Linked DNA regions of Hordeum vulgare: region 2 is linked to region 1. Evidence: chromatin contacts called from public Hi-C data. All regions are on one chromosome and are shown on one strand. Each heading gives the region's core, a stretch centred on a gene start, on an enhancer-like site or on the middle of the called end of the contact. The rest is flanking DNA. Distances are from core to core; before and after follow the strand shown. Region 1 holds the start of LOC123449171 (thaumatin-like protein 1b). Region 2 holds the start of LOC123449172 (thaumatin-like protein 1).

What was found. Hi-C and Micro-C count contacts between places; a contact is called where the count stands out from the background.
Region 2: a Hi-C map of seedling shows a contact between it and region 1, with 3 times the contacts expected there. The contact joins the promoter of LOC123449172 here to the promoter of LOC123449171 in region 1. A contact is called at or near these places in 3 of 6 Hi-C or Micro-C datasets (leaf and seedling) and 1 of 1 datasets of contacts at active chromatin or transcription factors (embryo).

The regions. Positions count from the first base shown.
Region 1 is chr4H:506,200,405-506,206,925 of MorexV3_pseudomolecules_assembly, reverse strand. LOC123449171 (thaumatin-like protein 1b) reads left to right here and starts at 4,650. Exons shown (of 3, transcript XM_045126280.1): 1 at 4,650-5,072; 2 at 5,180-5,921. The coding sequence starts at 5,012.
Region 2 is chr4H:506,646,430-506,652,912 of MorexV3_pseudomolecules_assembly, reverse strand. LOC123449172 (thaumatin-like protein 1) reads right to left here and starts at 1,607. Exons shown (of 3, transcript XM_045126281.1): 1 at 971-1,607; 2 at 172-859. The coding sequence starts at 1,025.

The DNA.
Region 1 (6,521 bases), core at 3,401-5,900:
GGAGATACCGACGATCGAATCTCGGACAAGTAACATGCCGCTGGTCAAAGGGGACTGCTTATAGAATTGACTGAATCCTTGACATCGTGGTTCGACCGATAAAGATCTTCGTGGAATATGTAGGAACTAATATGGGCATCCAGGTCCCGCTATTGTTGATTGATCAGAGAGGTGCCTCGATGATGTCTACATGATTCTCGAACCCGTAGGGTCCGCACACTTAACGTTCGATGGCACTAGAGTAGTATTGGGATATGTACGTTGGTGACCAAATGTTTTCCGGAGTCGCGGATGAGATCATGTATGTCACGAGGAGCACTGGAATGGTTCGAAGATAAATATTTATATATGGGACGTCATATTTTGACTACCGAGAAAGTTTCGTGTTTTGTCGGTATTGTACCGTGAAGCTTCGGTTCTGGAGGGTTTCCACAGGAGTCTGAAAGGGTCCCTCCATCCCCTAGGGCGTGTATGGGCTGTAGGGCGGGGGACACTTGCCTTATTGGTCCAGGGGCACCAGGCCCACAAGGCCCATGTGCCTAGTGGGAGGGCCCTACACTTGGCTTGGAGGGCACTTCTCCTCCCTAGGGCGGACGCCCCCTCCTCGGAGGAGGGGCAAAGGGGATATGTGCCTCTCCCTTGCTCCTATATATAGAGGTTCCTTCTCCCTCCCTTGGGCAACCCCTATTCAATCTTCCTGAGTTCTTTATCGTTCGTCGTTCCACACGCGCTTGGCGAAGCCCTGCTGGCATTGCACCACCACCATCTCCACCACGCCATCGTGATGGTTGAGACCCCATCTACTTTTCCGCCCTCTTTTGCTGGAGCAAGGAGGCGAAGACGTCATCGAGCCGCACGTGTGCTGAACGCGGAGGTGTCGTCCGTTCAACGTTTGATCACGATTGGATTGTGAAGAATACGACTACATCAACCGCTTATATACGCTTCCGCTTAATGGTCTACGAGGGTTCGTAGACACACTCTTCCCTCTCGTTGCTATGCCTCTCCATAGGTAGATCTTGGTTGTTCGTAGGATTTTTTTGTTTTCCATGCAATGTTCCCCAAAACAATGACCGTAGGACACAGGAGGCAGTGAGGGCGGCCGCGGCAGCAGATCATGTGACCAGGGTGCAAGTGGAGTAGGTAGTCCACATGCAGGCGGAGCAAGACAAGGTGGACGATCAGGCCGCATGGATGGCCGCGTTCGGCGAGTGATCCGACAAGCACCCTTCTCGCTTAGACATTGATTTCATTTTGGCATGTCCGGTTTGTTGAACTATGATTGATTTGCTTTGTTTGAACTATTGAATTAGGAAAATGTGTATCAGATGGTCGACGTTCATGGATTGCATGGATTGAGGATTGACATTTGATGTATGTGGATGTACGGCGCAACATATGAGGGGCCGGCGGACGCGCCACGGTCGTACATGGGCCAAATTTTCAAGTCCGGTTGTAGATTCTCTTAGATCACTACTTCACACAGGGATTATTTTACATTTCTGATGAAATGTGAAAAAAATCATCCCCACTCCATTCAAATTAGTTTTCTGGTCGAGCTTGACTGGTTTTGACTTGTCGACCGCCTAGTCAGTGCCAAGTTAGTGTCATGTCACAACCCTTTAACCCAACCCCCATATCATTGTTTCCCACCCGAGACAGTCATCATACCCAGCTACCACTGCCCTCCCCTCCTACGCCACCACGTCTGATGTCGGCACCGAAGACTGGTGACTGGAGGCGTCGGCATATGCCGCCCCCCCTACTCCCCCTCACGACCGGACCCTCCTCCACCTCACTGCTTCTCATCCAATTTGCCATGCAGCTGACATGATGCACTTAGGCCCGAGCAGTGACGGACCTAGAAATCTCCATCTTAGGGGTGCCGATGTCCAAAATTTGTAGAAATTACACAACAAATTATACAATTTGACCTAAACATTTCCATAATATCGAAAAATAGGCTTAAATTGTCTTAAGTCATTAGGAGGTGCAGGGAAAGACATATGCTATCTCACGGCGGCGATGAGGAGCCTCCTTTTGTAGGTCGGCCACGTTGCAAGAGGTTGCGGCTATATGCTCGGGTATAGTGGCGGAGCTTGGTACAAATTACTCAGAAGCCAATGAAAAAACATGAGTATTTGAGGGTGTAAATTGCTAAAAAAATCTCGTCTAAATCCTTTCTAACAAATTTTCTTCAGAGTTTGGTCCAAGGCTCCGCAAGTGCTCAAGTAGAAGAGAGAGAGAGAGGCGTCAACCCTTGAGGAGGCAACTGTGGATGTACCTGGCCCGCCCAATACAATATTTGTCCGTGAAGCATGTCTAAATCACGTTAATATCTCGTGCAAGGCACGACACGGAGTACTTACGTATATGTGTAATCTCCCCACGAAACACGACACGGAACTGGCACTGGGCTCTAGGTCAATAGGTTAGTCCCAAAAATAATATAAAATAGCATATTCATGCATATAAAGCATCCAAAGTTGATAATATAATGGCATGGAATGATCAAACATTATAGATACGTTGGAGACGTATCAGGCACCGGCCCCACAAGGCCCTAGCGCCTAGTGGGAGGGCCCTCCACTTGGCTTGGAGGGCACTCCTAGCTAGGACGGACGCCCCCTCCTCGGAGGAGGGGCAAAGGGGATATGTGCCTCTCCCCTTGCTCCTATATATAGAGGAGAGGTGGGGAGGGTAGCCTAGCACCAATTGCTTCTCCCTCCCTTGGGCAATTACTTTTCCATTTTCCCGAGTTCTTCATTGTTCGTCATTCCATAGGCGCTTGGCGAACCCCTGCTGGCACTGAACCACCACCATCTCCACCACGCCATCGTGCTGGTTGAGATCCCATCTACTTCTCCGCCCTCGTTTGCTGGAGCAAGGAGGCAGAGACATCATCGAGCCACACGTGTGTTGAACACGGAGGTGTCGTCCGTTCGGCGCTTGATCGTGATTGGATCGTGAAGAATACGACTATATCAACCGCTTATATACGCTTTCGCTCTACGAGGGTTCGTAGACACAATCTTCCCTCTCGTTGCTATGCATCTCCATAGATAGATCTTGGGTGTTCGTAGGATTTTTTTTTGTTTTCATGCAATGTTCCACACACACAAGGACCGTAGGACGCAGGAGGCAGCGAGGGCGGCTGCAGCAGCGGATCATGCGACTAGGATGCAGGCGGAGCAGGCAGTCCGGATGCAAGCGGAGCAAGACAAGGTGGACGATCAGGCGGCATGGATGGCTGCGTCTCGTGAGTGATCCGACAAGCACCCTTCTCGCTTAGACATTGATTTCATTTTGGCATCTCCGGTTTGTTGAACTATGATTGATTTGCTTTGTTTGAACTGTTGAATTAGGAAAATTTGTATTAGATGGTCTACGTGCATGGATTGCATGGATTTGAGGATTGACATTTGACGTATGTGGATGTACGACGCAACATATGAGGGGCCGACGAACGCGCCCGCAGTCGTACATGGGCCCAATTTGTCAAGTCCGGTTGTAGATTCTCTTAGATCACTACTTCACGGAGGGATTATTTACATTTCTGATGAAATCTGAAAACAAAAAAAATGATGCCCACTCCATTCAAATCAGTTTTCTGGTCGGGCTTTACTAGTTTTGACTTCCGACCGCCTAGTCAGTGCCTAGTTAGTGTCATGTCACACCTCTTTAACCCAGCCCCCATATCACTGTTTCCCAACCGAGACAGTCACCATACCCAGCCACCAGCACCCCTCCCCTCCTATGCCACCACGTCTGATGTTGGCACCGAAGACTGGTGACTGGAGGCGTCCGCATATGCCGTCCCTCTACTCCCCCTCATGACCGGTCCCTCCTCTACCTCCCTGCTTCTCATCCAATCTGTCATGCAGCTGGCATGATGCCTTAGGCCCGAGCAGTGGCGGACCTATAAATCTCCGTCTGAGGGGTGCCAATGTTCAAAATTTGTAGAAATTACACAACAAATGATACAATTTGATCTAAACATTGCCATAATATCGAAAAATAGACTTAAATTGTCTTAATTCATTAGGGAGACGTAGGGAAGGACATATGCTATCTCGCGGCGACGGTGAGGAGCCTCGTTTTGTGGGTCGGCGAGACGGCCTTGTTGCAAGAGGTTGCGGCTATATGCTCGGGTATAATGGCGGAGCTTGGTACAAATTGCTGGAAAGTCAATGGAGAAACATGAGTATTTGAGGATGTAAATTGCTAAAAAAAAATCTCGTCCGTTCAGGAGGCAACTATGGATGTACCTGGCCCGCACAATACAATATTTCTCCGTGAAGCATGTCTAAATCACGTTAATATCTCGTGCAAGGCAAGACACGGAGTACTTACGTATATGTGTAATCTCCCCACGAAACATCGATGCGCCTTGGCCGTGGCAGGAGGTCAAATGAGGGCGGCGATCATTTGCAGCTTGAGCATTACGAAAGTGGAATCCCTTTCTTTGGAGGAGGAAACAAAATCGCATCACAGCAAGTCCCACACGTAACTGAGCAAAAAATGCATAACAGCTGCGCGTCAGAGTTTTCTTTTCTTGCTCACCTTCCCCGTTTCTTCTCCGGTCATCAACCACCGGCCACCGTCGCACGCGGCCACGCCTCTATAAATGGATTACCGAACGGCCAAATCTCTCCTAACTCCATCGTCGAGCTCTCGCCTGCTCAGATATTTGAGGCAGCGGACGTAGGGCGGTGGCTACGGACAAGATACAGAGACGGTGAGGGAGCCGTTGCCGACGTAAGTCCAAGAGCAGACAGCCATCAAAGATCTGTCCCATCCGGCCCCACTTGCAGTGCCCGTTGGGCGGATACGATACGACCCACTTTCCTGCTTGCTTGGGCTGCGCCGTCTATATAAGTCAACCGACCGTCCTCACCTAGTCACCCTCTCCCGGCCAATTACATTACACGAAAACAGAGCATACCTTAGCAGAGCTGCACAGAGCTTGGAGCTGAGATCCCGTGGAGTAGTCGGCACTGAGAGGACGAAAATGGCACGGAGTCCAGCTCAAGTCGCCCTCCGGTTGATCGCTCTTCTCCTTCTGCTTCCAGGTAATTGATCTTTTCGCTTCTCATGCTCTGCTTTGTTCCAATGCGCATTCTATGATCTGTTTTGTGTGCGTGTGCCTGATCGGTTCAAGTTCTTGGGGTGCTTGCAGCGGCGTGGTCGGCGACGTTCACGATGACCAACAACTGCGGCTACACGGTGTGGCCGGGGCTGCTGTCGGGCGCGGGCACGGCGCCGTTATCGACGACGGGGTTCGCCCTGGCGCAGGGCGCGTCGGCGACGGTGACCGCGCCGGCGAGCTGGTCCGGGCGCATGTGGGCGCGCACGCTCTGCGCCGAGGATGCCGCCGGCAAGTTCACCTGCGCCACGGGCGACTGCGGCTCGGGCGCGCTCCAGTGCAACGGCGGCGGCGCCGCGCCGCCGGCCTCGCTGGTCGAGTTCACGCTCGACGGCTCCGGCGGCATGGACTTCTTCGACGTCAGCCTCGTCGACGGCTACAACCTCCCGATGCTGGTCGTGCCGCAGGGCGCTGCCACTGCCGCCGCCGCCGCCAGCTCCACGGGCGGGCCCAAGTGCATGGCCACCGGCTGCCTCGTCGACCTGAACGCCGCGTGCCCGGCCGCGCTGAAGGTCACGTCGACGGGGGCCGCCAGCAGTGCGGTCGGCGGGAGCGCCATGGCGTGCCGCAGCGCGTGCGAGGCGTTCGGGTCCCCGGAGTACTGCTGCAGCGGCGCGTACGGGAGCCCCAACACGTGCCGGCCGTCGACGTACTCGCAGTTCTTCAAGAGCGCGTGCCCGCGCGCCTACAGCTACGCGTACGACGACTCCACCTCCACCTTCACCTGCGCCGCCGGCACCAACTACGCCATCACCTTCTGCCCCAGCACCACCAGGTAACTTCTTTTCCTCGGTCCTTCGTATTTGAGCACGTTCAGCAAACTAATCAAGCAAGCAACCGAGCTCCGCTGTATTTAATCCTGGGCCGTAGATTCACCGAATGGCGCGAAAATGCACGGTCGAAATGCCTTTTTGACAAAAAAAAAGGTTTTTATGGTGGTAGGGACCTGCACACGTTGAAGTCTTTCTTTAGGACATGGCAATTCCTAAGGTTTAATACCGCATTAGATATTAAAATCTGTGCAGTATTTTACTCCCTCTGTTTAGTGTTGAACAAAATACGAATGTATATAGACATGTAGATTCATTTATTTTTATTTCGTATGTAAATGTTTTAATGAAATTTAAAAAAAATCATATTTAGGAACGGAGGGAGTATGGCTGGAATTTTGATAGGACATGTTGAATATGGCTTAATAAATCACCACACACTATCAAATGGTGGTAGGGAGTATGCTTGTAATAAGTCGGCAAAGAACATCAAAGCATGTGCTCATACGGGCAAGCTCCCGTTGTGCTGTACTGTTGCAACACAGTCCTGCCACGGCGACCGAATATAATATGTGGCGTCTGGAATATGTTTACCTCCAAAGGGC
Region 2 (6,483 bases), core at 358-2,857, 450 kb before region 1:
GTTCAGGCACCAACCAGCCATGCCGATTTCATCATCGTGTCTCCAAGAAGACGCATGCTTACCTAACAGTGCGTGCAAATCATGGTGTGATTAACCGCGCACGACCTAAACGTCACGCGAAAGCAAGCCTTAGCTAGTGAATTAATGCAGTGGTTAAGCCGCGTGGTGGACCTTGGGGTGGCGACGGGGCAGAAGGTGATGGTGTAGTCGCGGCCGCCGGCGCAGGTGAAGGTGCTGGTGGGGTCGTCGAAGGCGTAGCTGTATGAGCGCGGGCACGCCAGCTTGAAGGCCTGCGAGTAGGCGGTGGGGTGGCAGGTGTTGGGGTTGGCGAACGCGCCGCTGCAGCAGTACTCCGGCTTGCCGAACGCGTCGCACGCGCTCCGGCACGCGCCGCCGCCCGCGGACCGCAGCTCCGCGGGGCACCGCAGGTTCAGGTCCGCGGAGCAGCCCGCCGCGGCGCACGTCGTGCCGGTGGCGCTGCTCCCCGCGGGCTCCACCAGGATGGGCAGGTTGTAGCCGTCCACGAGGCTCACGTCGTAGAAGTCGTTGTGGCCCCCGCCGTCGAGCGTGAACTCGGCCAGCGTCGCGGGCGTCGCCCCGTCCCGTCCCGCGCACTCCAGCGTGCCCGTGCCGCAGTCGCCCGTGGCGCACGCGAACCGCCCGGCCGCGTCCTGCGCGCAGCCCGTGCGCGCCCACAGCCGGCCTGACCAGCCGGTCGGGAACGGCAGAGCACGCGCCGCGCCGGGCGGCAGCGCGAAGCCCGTGGGCTCGATCCTCGCCGTCCCGGCGTTGGACAGGATGCCCGGCCACACCGTCCCCGTGCACCGGTTCAGGAACGTGAATGTCACAGCTCCTCCCTCTGCGCCAAACAAACAGAACACACAGACGGTGTCAATAATCCAGCTCACCATTACAAGAACTCCTCCTACAATCAAACCTCACTCGATTTCTTCTACGACGATCGAATTACCTCTCAGGCACATACAAAGCAGCGCAACGACGAAGCAAACTCTTTGGATTCCCATGTTCTGTTCTGTGGCTGGTGTTGGTGTTGGTGGTCACTAATGGCGAGGGCAAGGAGAGGTATATAGTGTCACATTACAGCGTAGACGCAACCTGTCAGTATCAGTACTGGCAGTCCAGCAACTCCGGCCGCAGTACTAGTTTAGTACAGCAGTGGGAGACAGTACAGGGAGGTAGAGAAGTCTCGACCTAGGATGGAGGAGCAGCCACCCATAAACTATCAGGATTAGGATGAGAGAGTGGAGGAGCGGGAAGAAGGGGAATCTGAGCACTCCCTCCACGGCCGTATTTATAGCCCGGGAGCGGCCGTTCACTGACCAACCTTTATCATGCCTTCTTCAGTAAAGTGAAAGCATGGAATGGGGCTTGATTGGATTCAGATAACCTTTTCTTCTCTGCAATTTGCATCGGGAGGCCAAGGCCTGTGGCTAAATTGTTGCCTGTGATTTCCACCATGGAATGGGCTGCCGATCAGGATTGTATCGAGGTTTGGTGCTTGGTGATGGCCGTATCTTTTGGCAGAAAGTTGCGGATTGTGCGATGAGATTTAGTGGAGGGCCAGGATGGCTATGGCTTAACCGACAGTTGCGAGGATTGTTGGAGGATAAGATAATGGAATGTCGAGGAACCTTGCTGAAAATCTTGTTGGCTAAATGCTTCCGAGCTGATCTTTGAAAGCTCAGTACTCGACCGGCTGTTGCTTCGTTTGATTCCTGATGTAGCGAGCGGTAAATATGTTTTTTTTTAAAGAAGGATCAAGCCTCACCCCTCTGCATCAATCGATGCATGCAGTCATTTTATTAAGAAAGAAACCAAACATAGTCTTAAGTTTTGAAGTATAGATCAAAACTTGAATAAAAACCGCTTACAAGTGGAAAATAACTCTCACATTCGACGAAAACAAACAAATAAACTACGATGCATATACATTAGTCTATTATTAGCTCACCATCGAATCCGGACGAAGATAGCCCGTGCCATCGTCTCCCACCGGTTGCACACAGTATTCATAAGTTCCCTGAAGTCCACATGGCTGAGTAACGATCGTTTACGGATTCAAGGTGTAGCTCTGTAAATAACTTGCAAAAAGTTGTGAATACTTTTGCCATTAAAAATCAAATCATTTCTCGTGTTCCATATAGCCTAAAATAGCGCACTTATTTCAATCCTGATATGATTCGCTATAGTTACGTCCACTCCGTTGAGCCACGTCCCAAATAGCGTGTTAATGCTTGTTGGTTGAGTAATGTTAAAAGTTATATATACAGTGCGTCATAAAAGTTTAGCCAAAGGACAATCAAGAAAAAAGAGTTTAACTATTTCATTTTAATCACAATAGCAACACTTAGGACTGCCTATCCATCATCGTCTTATCAAGTTATCTTGGATTAACACAACCCCTTGTGTATAAATCACATGAAAATCTTAATTCTAAACGGCACCTTAATCTTTCAAATATGTAAAGATCTTGAAAGTGTTTGAGAATTAATTAGATCAGTGTACATTGATTTCACCGTAAACCTATCAGACGTAGTTAATTTCCAGTGAATGGAATCTACCTGGTCTGACAGTTGAACATTCATCAAATGTCTGATCAAGTGCATCCACGCATTCCATCTTTCTCCCACTAGGGCTCACCTGGATTGAATATTTAGAGGTATTGATCGAAATACTGTCGCAACACAATCTTTTTTGTAATATTATAAATGGAAGGATATTGCAAAGCCAACGACGTATTCCCCAGCCATGCGTCTTCCCAGAATCTGGTCATGGCTCCATCGCCGACCAAAAACTTGACCCTCTGAAAGAAAGCTATCTTCACCTTCATTAACCCTTTCCAAAAAGGTGAGCCAGTAGGTTGAGCAGTGGCCTGAGCCACAGACTTAGAATGTAGGTACTTATTTCTCAAAAATTGTAGCTACATCCCACCAGTCTCAGTAGACAGCCTGTATAGCCATTTGCTAAGAAGGCATCTATTTTTAACCTCTAAATTTTCTATGCTTAAGCCCCCTTGGTCTTTTGGTCTGCAAATAATCTCCCACTTAGCTAGTCTATATGTACCCCTAACCTCATCACATTGCCACAAGAAACGAGAGCGATAGAAGTCTAATCTTTTTCGTACCCCCACCAATACTTCAAAGAAAGACAGAAGAAACATCGACAAGCTTGATAACACCGAGTTTATCAGCACCAGCCTTCCTCCATACGACATCAGCTTGCCCTTCCAGCAGCTTAGTCTGTTTTCAAATCTATCCTCAATAATTTCCATTCCCTATGCGTCAAACGTCTATGATGAATGGGGATTCCTAGGTAACTAAATGGTAGCGATCCCATTTCGCACCCAAATAGCTGCCTATACGCGTCTTGTTCCTCATTTGCTCTCCCCAAACAAAACAATTCACTTTTGTCAAAATTGATTTTAAGTCGAGACAACTTATCAAAAAGGCAAAGCACTAGCTTCATGTTTCTAGCTTTTGAAAGACCATGCCCCATAAAAATTATCGCGTCATCCGCATATTGTAGTTTGGATACTCCCCCTCTACCAGGTGTGGGATCAGCCCTCCTACATGGCCGTTCACTTTAGCCTGAACAATAAGGACTGCCAGCATATCCGCTACTATGTTGAACAACACTGGGGACATTGAATCATCCTGTCCCAGTCCCTTGTGAGTCTGGAAATAATGACCTATGTCATCATTAACTTTAACCCCAACACTTCCTTGCTGAATAAAAGAGGACAGCTGATCCCTCCAAGACTCATTGAACCCTTTCATACGTAAGGCCTGCTGAGGGAAAGGCCACTTGACCTTATCATAAGACTTCTCGAAATCCACCTTAAAGACAACCCCATCAAGTTTCTTTTTATGAATTTCGTGCAATGTTTCGTGTAAGATGACAACCCCCTCTAGGATGTGTCGTCCAGGCATGAAAGCAGTCTGAGTTGGTTGTACAACATAATGAGCTATCTGCGTTAGCCTATTCGTTCCAACCTTTGCGGAAATTTTGAAACTGACATTGAGTAGGCATACCGGCTTGAACTGCTCAATGCAGATAGCTTCCACCTTTTTTGGCAACAATGTTATTGTTCCATAGTTTAGGTGAAAAAGCTAAAGCTCACCATCGAATAGATCATGAAACATAGGCATCAGATCATCCTTTATAATATGCCAACAATTATTATAAAACTCGGTTGGAAACCCATCCGATCCAGGTGCCTTGTTTGGTTTCATTTGTGCTATTGCGTCAAACACCTCCTTCTCCGTAAATGGTATTGACAAAATCTCATTCTCATCCGAGCTGAGCTGAGGTATGTCACCATTTTCGGTCTCGTCAAGAGAGACGAAAATGTGTTCCGGTTCACCAAATAGTTTCTTGTAATACTTTGAAATGTACAATTTTAGGTTCTCCTGTCCTATGATTGTACCCTCATCTTGCTCTAGCTGAATAATCTTCTTCTTCCTATGCTTGCCATTTGCAATCATATGGAAGAAGTGCATGTTGTCATCCCCATGGACTACCTTGGCCACCTTTGCTCGAAGGGCCCATTTCATCTCTTCCTCTCGTAGAAGGATTTGCAGTTTCTTCTCAGCCTCGATCTTAATATCCCGATCCTAAGTGCTTAGAAGAGAATATCCAGCTTTCACATCTAACTCATTAATGATTTTGATAAGTCTGTCTTTTTCTACTTTGTAACTGCCAGATTGATTCTTTGCCTAGCCTCTCAGAAACTAGTGCAAGTGTCTAATCTGGTTTTGCCACCTCTCCATACTAGAAGATCCAGCATAATCTCTTGCCCATTTAGAGGCAATAAGACCCATGAATCCTTCTATCTCGAACCAACTTAATTCGAAAGTGAAGGTATTCTTATTACCTACATGTGTCGCTTCCCCAGAATCGACTAGTAGTGGTGTGTGATCCAAAATTGCCCTTTGCATGGCATGGACTTTGATAAGCGGGTATTTCTGCTCCCACACAAAGCTACTCAACAATCTGTCCAACTTCTCATATGTTGGCATCGGTAATGAATTAGCCCATGTGAATTGTCTACGAGTGAGGTTAATCTCCCTCAAATCGAGACTCTCAATAATCATATTGAACATAAATGACCATCTTCCATCGAAGTTATCATTATTTTTTTCTTCTTTCCTTCTTATGATGTTAAAATCTCCCTAACCAGAATGGGAAGCCTTTCACTACCACAGATTATCACTAAATAAGCCAGAAAATCAGATTTTAGCTCCGGTTGCGCCGCCCCATATACAACCACCAGATCCATCTGAAGCCATCAATCTTTGACCTTACACGAAATTTGACGGCAAACTCACCATAAACGACACTTAAAACCTCTAATGTATCACACTTAACACCAAGAAGGATCCCACCAGATCTACCTCTTGTTGGCAAGCAATGCCAATTAAACTCAACTCCTCTAGAAATGTTGCTAAGAAATTGCAGCGTCAAGTTGTCTCTACCCCATTCTTGCAACTCTAAAAATTCGAGCTTATGCTCAAGTGAAGCCTCCCTAAGAAATCTTATTTTAGACAAGTCCGCTAGACCTCTGCTATTCCAAAAGATTCCTCTCATATTTCATCATGGAATTTTTTCTTTTGTTTGATTGTGGCGCTTCTCCGCACCGCTGATACAGGACACACCTTCATCTTCCAAGGTCTATTAGGTTTATCATGTAGCATGCTATCGTGGCCATTGATGGGCGCATTATGAGGAAAGTAGTCACACATCGAAGGGGCCATATACCCATGTGATCCAATACTTCCTCTTCCACCTCCTCACCCTCTTCTTCCATTAGGTCGACACAAAAGCTTTGCAATTTTGTGGCCCCTAGGTTACTAATCTCACTATCATCCATAGGTTTAATTGTTGCTAGGTTTGTGATAATTTCCATGGCTCTCTCAGCCTCTAAGTCTAGAATGTCATTAACAGATTTCACAATTTCTTTTTCATTACACCCCAAAGGTATTCGTAGGTTATGTGCTTTGTCAATGATTTCATGCTCAAAGAAATGAAGAAATGAACAATCAGTATTGACTGACATACCTATGTTCACCTCGATATCATGAATCTTAGAGCCCCTCATAGCACGCCCCATCAGTATGTCATCAGCATCAGGCTGTCCCTCGATACGGTGACTGAATCGCCGCTCCCCAGTAGAAGGATCCGGAATTCCTCCGAAACGGATGACATCCTCCATGGACGCCTCCATCGGCTGAACACCAGCTGTCAGAGTCCCTCCATCGCCGGAACAATGACCAGAAGCTGCATTTGTCTCCTCGACAACAGCCTCTAGCGCCGGACTGTCACCTACCCCCGAGGCCGATAATGGGGGGATTGACATGCCTGCAGGATGCCCCTCATGATCAACCTCGTGAGATCCTATGACCCCATCTGCTTATACGACATGATCACGATCACCTGGGCCTGACCCTCCATCGAACGCCAGTT